Regions from separate parts of the Sus scrofa genome. Here region 1 is linked to region 2. A link is a contact called in public Hi-C data. All regions are on one chromosome and are shown on one strand. Each heading gives the region's core, a stretch centred on a gene start, on an enhancer-like site or on the middle of the called end of the contact. The rest is flanking DNA. Distances are from core to core; before and after follow the strand shown.

Region 1 (3,255 bases), core at 138-2,637, 880 kb after region 2:
TTCAAATTAATCTGGGATGGGAGTAGGGGATGGGGTGGGTATCTTTGAAATAAAACTGGCCCTGAGTTTATAATGGGTGAAGTTGAGTAATGGGAGAGGAGAGGTTTATTATATTAATCATTCCTCTTTCACCTCTTTTGTGTTTAAAATTTCCATAATAAAAGTGAAAAGAGGGAGTTCCCTGGTGGTCTAGTGGTTAGGACTTGGCACTTTCACTTCTGCAGCCCCGGTTCAATCTGTGGTCTGGGGACTGAGATTCCACCATCAAGCCACTGCACATGGAAAAGAAAAAAGAAAAAAAGAGAGAGAGAGAAGAAAAAGAACAAGTGAATAAATAAGCAAATAATGTGACCATCATTACAGAGGATTTACCGAACCCCTCTGATTTGTGTAGCACTGCATACAGCCCAGTGTGTGGGACCAGGTTCTGCCTCAAGAAGCTTAAAGTGGGAGTTCCTGCCGTGGCTCAGCGGAAACGAATCTAACTAGTATCCATCAGGATGTGGGTTCAATCCCGGGCCTTGCTCCATGGGTCCAGGATCCAGCATTGCCGTGAATTGTAGTCTAGGTCGCAGATGTGGCTTGGATTTGGCATTGCTATGGCTCTGGTGTAGGCTGGCAGCCACAGCTCCGATTAGACCCCTAGCCTGGGAGCCTCCATATGCCACGGGTGTGGCCCTAAAAAGACATAAATTAATTTATTAATTAATTTAATTCAATAAATACTAGCTACTTTTTTTTTTTTTTTTTTTTTGGCTGCACCTGCAGCCTGCAAAAGATCCTGAGCCAGAGATGGAAGCTATACCCTAGAAATGACCCAAGCCATAGTAGTGACAACACCGGATCCTTCACCCACTAGGCCACCAGGAAACTCCTGATGTTAGCTTCTTTTAATACCCACACTTCCTTGAATGATTTCCACAGTAAAAAACAAACAAACAAAAAAAAACAATTCCTTTCAAGGACAAGACTTAGGCGTTTAAAAGGTTAAATGTCCTAGAGAATGGAGCGCTGTGCAAAGGCTAGTGAATCAGCACTTTCCCTGTTTACTCCCTGTCTGCTCAGAAACACTGATTAACATACTCGGAGGAAAAGATCCAAGATAAATTCCAAAGACAAGGGAAACAACAAACCTCCTTGATACAGAGGCAATTTCCTTATTAAAGTTTTACTTTAGTAACAGCCACATTATGTAACATTTGGGGGGTCCGCAGGGGATGGAAGGGGGAGAAAAAGAAACAGCACATCTTCACAGGCTAGACCCCCCAAACCCCTAGACACAGTTAGGATTCAGCTTTTTCTGGTGCACCTGCCTGCTCTTATCAAAGTGCTGACAGGGCACGGAACAGGGCAGGGACCTCCAGCCATGTGGTCCCTGGGAGGACGAGCTCGTTGCAAAGACCTGCACAGGTTACTCAACCTCTGGAGCCTCAGCGAGGCGGGAACATCACCTCTCATGACAGGACGCATGTCCAAGCTTAGTCAATGGAAGAACTACTGGTTTGTCCTGGCCTACTTTTGAGAGGTTATTTAAATATTTGGCAAATCTTCTATTTGATTGTTGAAGCAGTTTTAAATGGGCTTGCCAGCAGCAGGGCAGCTCCTATCTTTTTTTTTTTTTTGCTTTTTTTAGGGCCATACCCACTGCATATGGAAGTTCCCAGGCCAGGGGTCCAATCAGAGCTGCAGCTGCCAGCCTGTGCCACAGCCACAGCAAGGCCAGATCCAAGCCGCATCTGTGACCTACATACACCACAGCATGGGGCAACACCAGATCCTTAAACCCACTGAGAAAGGCCAGGGAGCAAATCCAAGAACTCATGGATGCTAGTGAGGTTCATTTCCACTGGCGCACAACAGGAACTCCAGGCAGCTCTTATTTTGCGACTTCTTTTCCTTAGAAATGTTACAGTATAATGACCACCCTATAATTCATGGTGGCTTTTTATAAAGTAATAATAATCGATACTGGAAAACTGTAAGAGAGCTTAGAGAGACACAAAGAGAGAACAAAAGTTCAGAAACTTCTGGATTATTCTACTTCCTATGTTGAAGCATCATGTAGTTGATACCTGGGGGTAAGGCAAAGATGGTATTAGTATTATTGTTACATTGTGGATAAAAGATTTTAGGTATAACAAATGTATATGTAGGAGTTTTTCCTGGCAGCACAGAAAGTTAAGGATCCAGCAGCTGTCACTGCTGTGGTGTGGGTTCGAGCCCAGGCCCAGGAACATCTGCGGGCTGCAAGCGCAGCCAAAAAAAAAAACTGCATGTAAACTGAAAATATTCTTGAACTCTCTGTAGCTTCTGTATCCTATTTATGATCACAAAATCCTTAATAAGAGGCCAGTTTCTAGCTCCTGAGTTCCTGGGAGGTATTTGAAAGCCACAGATGATTAGATAGAACAGGTCCTTTGCAAAGGAGTCCTAAGCTCCTAAGGTCACTTAATTCTGGGCCTCAAATCGTGGCACTTAGCATTGGGAGGGGCCTCAGTAATCACACAGGGAAAAGCTCCTTCTTAGTAAAATGGCAGGTGTTCCTTTCGAAAGCTTTTCTTACATGTCAAAACAAGCATTTGAGATAGGCCCTGAGGGGAGGGAATTCCCGTCCTGGCGCAGTGGTTAACGAATCTGACTAGGAACCATGAGGTTGCAGGTTCGGTCCCTGCCCTTGCTCAGTGGGTTAACGATCCGGCGTTGCCTTGAACTGTGGTGTAGGTTGCAGATGCGGCTCGGATCCTGCGTTGTTGTGGCTCTGGCGGAGGCTGGTGGCTACAGCTCCGATTCGACCCTAGCCTGGGAACCTCCATATGCCGCCCGAGAGCAAGAGCGGCCCAAGAAAATGGCAAAAAAGAAAAGAAAAAAAGAAAGAAAGAGATAGGCCTGAGAACACGGTCATGTAAATCTGAGGCAGCAGCAGGACTGCACCTAGGCCTGGTGTATGGTCGGTGCTCAATACATGTTTCGTCTTATTCTATTATCAAGAGCCCCATCTGCTGGTCAAATGGAATTCATTTGCAGCCCTGCAGATACTGATTAGAAAGCCCATGGAGCTCCTTTGCGGCACAGCAGGTTAAGGAGCCCAAGTTTTCACTGCAGCACCTCAGGTCGCTGATGTGGCATGGGTTTGACCCCTGGCCCAGGAACTTCCGAATGCCACAGGCATGGCCAAAAAATTTTAAAAACAATAGAAAACCCACGTGGCAGAAAATTAGAGATGAAAGGAATATCAAAGGTGAAAGAGGCATTAGC
Region 2 (3,255 bases), core at 173-2,672:
GTATATAGTGTTCAGCTTTCAACAAAGAATTACAGGGCAGGAGTTCCTGTCTTGATGCAGCAGAAATGCATCCGACTAGGAACCATGAGATTGTGGGTTCGATCCTGGCCTCACTCAGTGGGTTAAGGATCCGGCGTTGCCGTGAGCTGTGGTGTAGGTCGCACCTATGGCTTGGATCTGGCATTGCTGTGGCTGTAGCGAAGGCTGGCAGCAACAGCTCTGATGAGACCCCCAGCCTGGGAACCTCCATGTGCTGCAGGTGCAGCCCTAAAAATCCAAAAGACAGAAGAAAAAAAAAAAAAGAATTATAGGGCATACCTAAAGGCAAAAACACAGTTTGAACAGACAAAGCAAGCATCAGGACCAGAGCTGGATATAGCAGGAATACTGGAATAATAGAGTAATCTGAAGTAATAACTATAATATATGACAAGGGCTCTACTGAACAAAGCAGACAAGATGCAAGAACAGAGAAGTAACGTAAGCAGAGAATTGAAATTTCTATGAAAGAATCAAAATGAAATGCTAGAGATCAAAAGCTGCTACAACAGAATAAAAAATGCCTTCCATGGACTCATTAGTAGTAGTGCAGGGCTAAGAAATAATCTCTGAGATTAAGGATGTCAATAAAAGTTTCCCAAACTGAAAAACAAAGAAAAAACTCCATCATATTTAATGTGAGAAACCTGATGCCTTCCTGCGAAGACCAAGAAAAGGGTAAAGTATTTCCTCTCATCACTGAAAAATCATACTGCGAGTCCTCGCTAATACATTAAGAAAATAAAAGTTGATTATGAAGGAAGAAATAAAATTGTCTTTGTCCACAGATGACATGATTGTCTATGTGGAAAATCTGAAAATGGACCAAAAAACTCCTGGAAGTAATAAGCAATTATAACAAGGTGACAAGATACAAGGTTAGTATATAAAAGTCAATTATATCATATCCTTGAAGTGAACAAGTGGAATTTGAAATCAAAAACACACCAGCAAATACATTAGCACCAAAAGAAATTGAAAAACTTAGACATAAATCTAACAAAAAATGTATGAGATCTCTGTGAGAAAAACTACACACTCTGATAAAAGATATCAAAGAAAAGCTAAATAAATAGAAATATTCCTTGCTGATGGATAGAAGGACTCAATTATTATCCAGCTATCATCAGTTCTTCCCAACTTTATCTATAAATTCAATGCAGTCTCAATCAAGAGCTCAGCAATGTTTTGTGGAAATCAACAAATTTGGTTCTAAAATTTATATGCAGCATCCAAAGATTCAGAACAGCCAACTCAGTACTGAAGAAGAATAAAGGCAGAGACTGACACTGTGCAGCTTCCAGGCTTACTCTAAACTACAGTGTCAAGGCTGTGGTTCTGGTGAAAGGCCAGAGAGATCAATGGAGCAAATTCGAGAGCCCAGAAATAGACCCAAATAAATGCGGTCAACTGATCTTTGATCCAGGAGCAAAGGCACAGAGTGGAGCAAAGACAGTGTTTTCAACAAACTGTGCTAGTAAGAACTGAACATTCATATGCACAACAATGAATCTAGACTCAGACTTTACACCCTCCACAAAAATTAACTCAAAATGCATTATAGGCTTAAATATAAAATGCAGAACTAGAAAACTGCTAGAAGATAAACTCTAGATGACTTCGGGTACGGCGATGACTCTTTTAGATATAACACCAAAAGCCTGATCCATGGAAGAAATCGTTAAGCTAGACTTCATTAAAATGCAAAACCTCTGCTCTGCAAAAGACAATACCAACCAAATGAGAAAACAAGTCAGAGCTGGAGAAAATATTTGCAAAGAGAGATACGATAATGAATTGTGATTCCAAAATATACAAAGAAGTCCAAAACCAACAAGAAGAAAATTAACATCCTGCTTAGAAAACGGACAAAAGGACAGAACAGACACCTCACCAAACAGGATATACAGATGGCAAGCAAGCATTTGAAATCATACGTTATTAGACAAGTGTAAATTGAAACAATGAGCTGCTACTACTTCACATTAGAAGAGCCCAAATCCACGACGCGGACACTAAACACTGGCAAAGATATGGAGCAACAGGAGCCCTCATTCCCTGGGGACGGGAATGCGAAACGACGCACCTCCTTTGGAAGAAAGTCTGCCGGTTTCTTACACAACTAAACATGCCCTTACTTTGTGTACCAGCAATCATGCTCCTCGGTATCTACCCAAATGAACTGAAAACTTATGTTCACACAAAAACCTGCACACCGATGTGTATAGCCACTTTATTCATAATTGTCAAAACTTGGAAACATCCAAGATATCCCTCAGTAGGTGAATGAAGAAATAAATAGTGATACATCCATGATAATAGAATATTATTCAACACTAAAAAGAAATGAACTATCAAGCCATGAAGAGACATGAAGAAAACTTAAATGCACGGAGTTATTGTCGTGGTGCAGCAGCAACAAATCCAACTAGGATCTATAGGATACGGGTTTGATCCCTGGCCTCGCTCAGCGGGTCAGGGATCCGGCATTGCCATGAGCAGTGGTGCAGGTCGCAGATGCAGTTTGGATCCCATGTTGCTGTGGTGTAGGCTGGCAGCTGCAGCTCTGATTCAGCCCCTGGCCTGGGAACTTCCATATGCCTCACCTGCAGCCATAAAAAGGCAAAAAACCAACCAAACAAAAACTTGAATGCATACAATTCAGCAAAAAGAAGTGAAGTCTGAAAAAACTTACATAATTTATGATTTCAATATTTAACATTCCGAAAACACAAAACTAGGGAGAAAGTAAAAAGGCTGGTGGTTGCCAGAGGTTAAGGGGCAGGTAGAAACGAAGCAGCAGAGAAGGGAGGACTCTGGGGGGCAGTGGAACTACAACGGCGAACACATGTCATTATACACTTATTGAAACCCATTAAAAAAAACATAAAACGGTGGGAGAGAGATGAATCAGGAATTTGGGATTAAATATATATACGACTACATATAAAGTAGATAAACAACGAGGACATACTTTAAAGCACAGGGAACTACATTCAATATCTTAGGATAACCCGTAACAGAAAAGAATCTGAAAAAGAATATATCTTCTCATATATATATATATGGGTATAACGTCCTGCTTACAAAATGGACCAAAGATCTGAACAGACACCTCACCAAACAGGATATACAGATGGCAAGCAAGCATCTGAAATCATTCATACACACACACACACACACAAAGTATGACTGAATCACTTTGCTGTATACCTA

Evidence for each region. Hi-C and Micro-C count contacts between places; a contact is called where the count stands out from the background.
Region 1: a contact with region 2 is called in a Hi-C map of liver, with 2.0 times the contacts expected there. The contact joins two enhancer-like sites. A contact is called at or near these places in 12 of 47 Hi-C or Micro-C datasets (alveolar macrophages, embryonic fibroblasts, fetal skeletal muscle and 8 more).

The regions. Positions count from the first base shown.
Region 1 is chr8:113,421,859-113,425,113 of Sscrofa11.1, forward strand. No RefSeq gene overlaps it. Among named protein-coding and RNA genes, the nearest start is that of OSTC, 24 kb to the right of the region's middle. Within about 2 kb of position 1,388, at least 6 of the 83 cell types and tissues checked have an H3K27ac peak or open chromatin away from gene starts, as enhancers often do. A contact at or near this core is called in liver, where this site is marked.
Region 2 is chr8:112,545,914-112,549,168 of Sscrofa11.1, forward strand. All of the region lies in intron 4 of MCUB (calcium uniporter regulatory subunit MCUb, mitochondrial), which reads right to left. Among named protein-coding and RNA genes, the nearest start is that of CASP6, 28 kb to the left of the region's middle. Within about 2 kb of position 1,423, at least 2 of the 83 cell types and tissues checked have an H3K27ac peak or open chromatin away from gene starts, as enhancers often do. A contact at or near this core is called in liver, where this site is marked.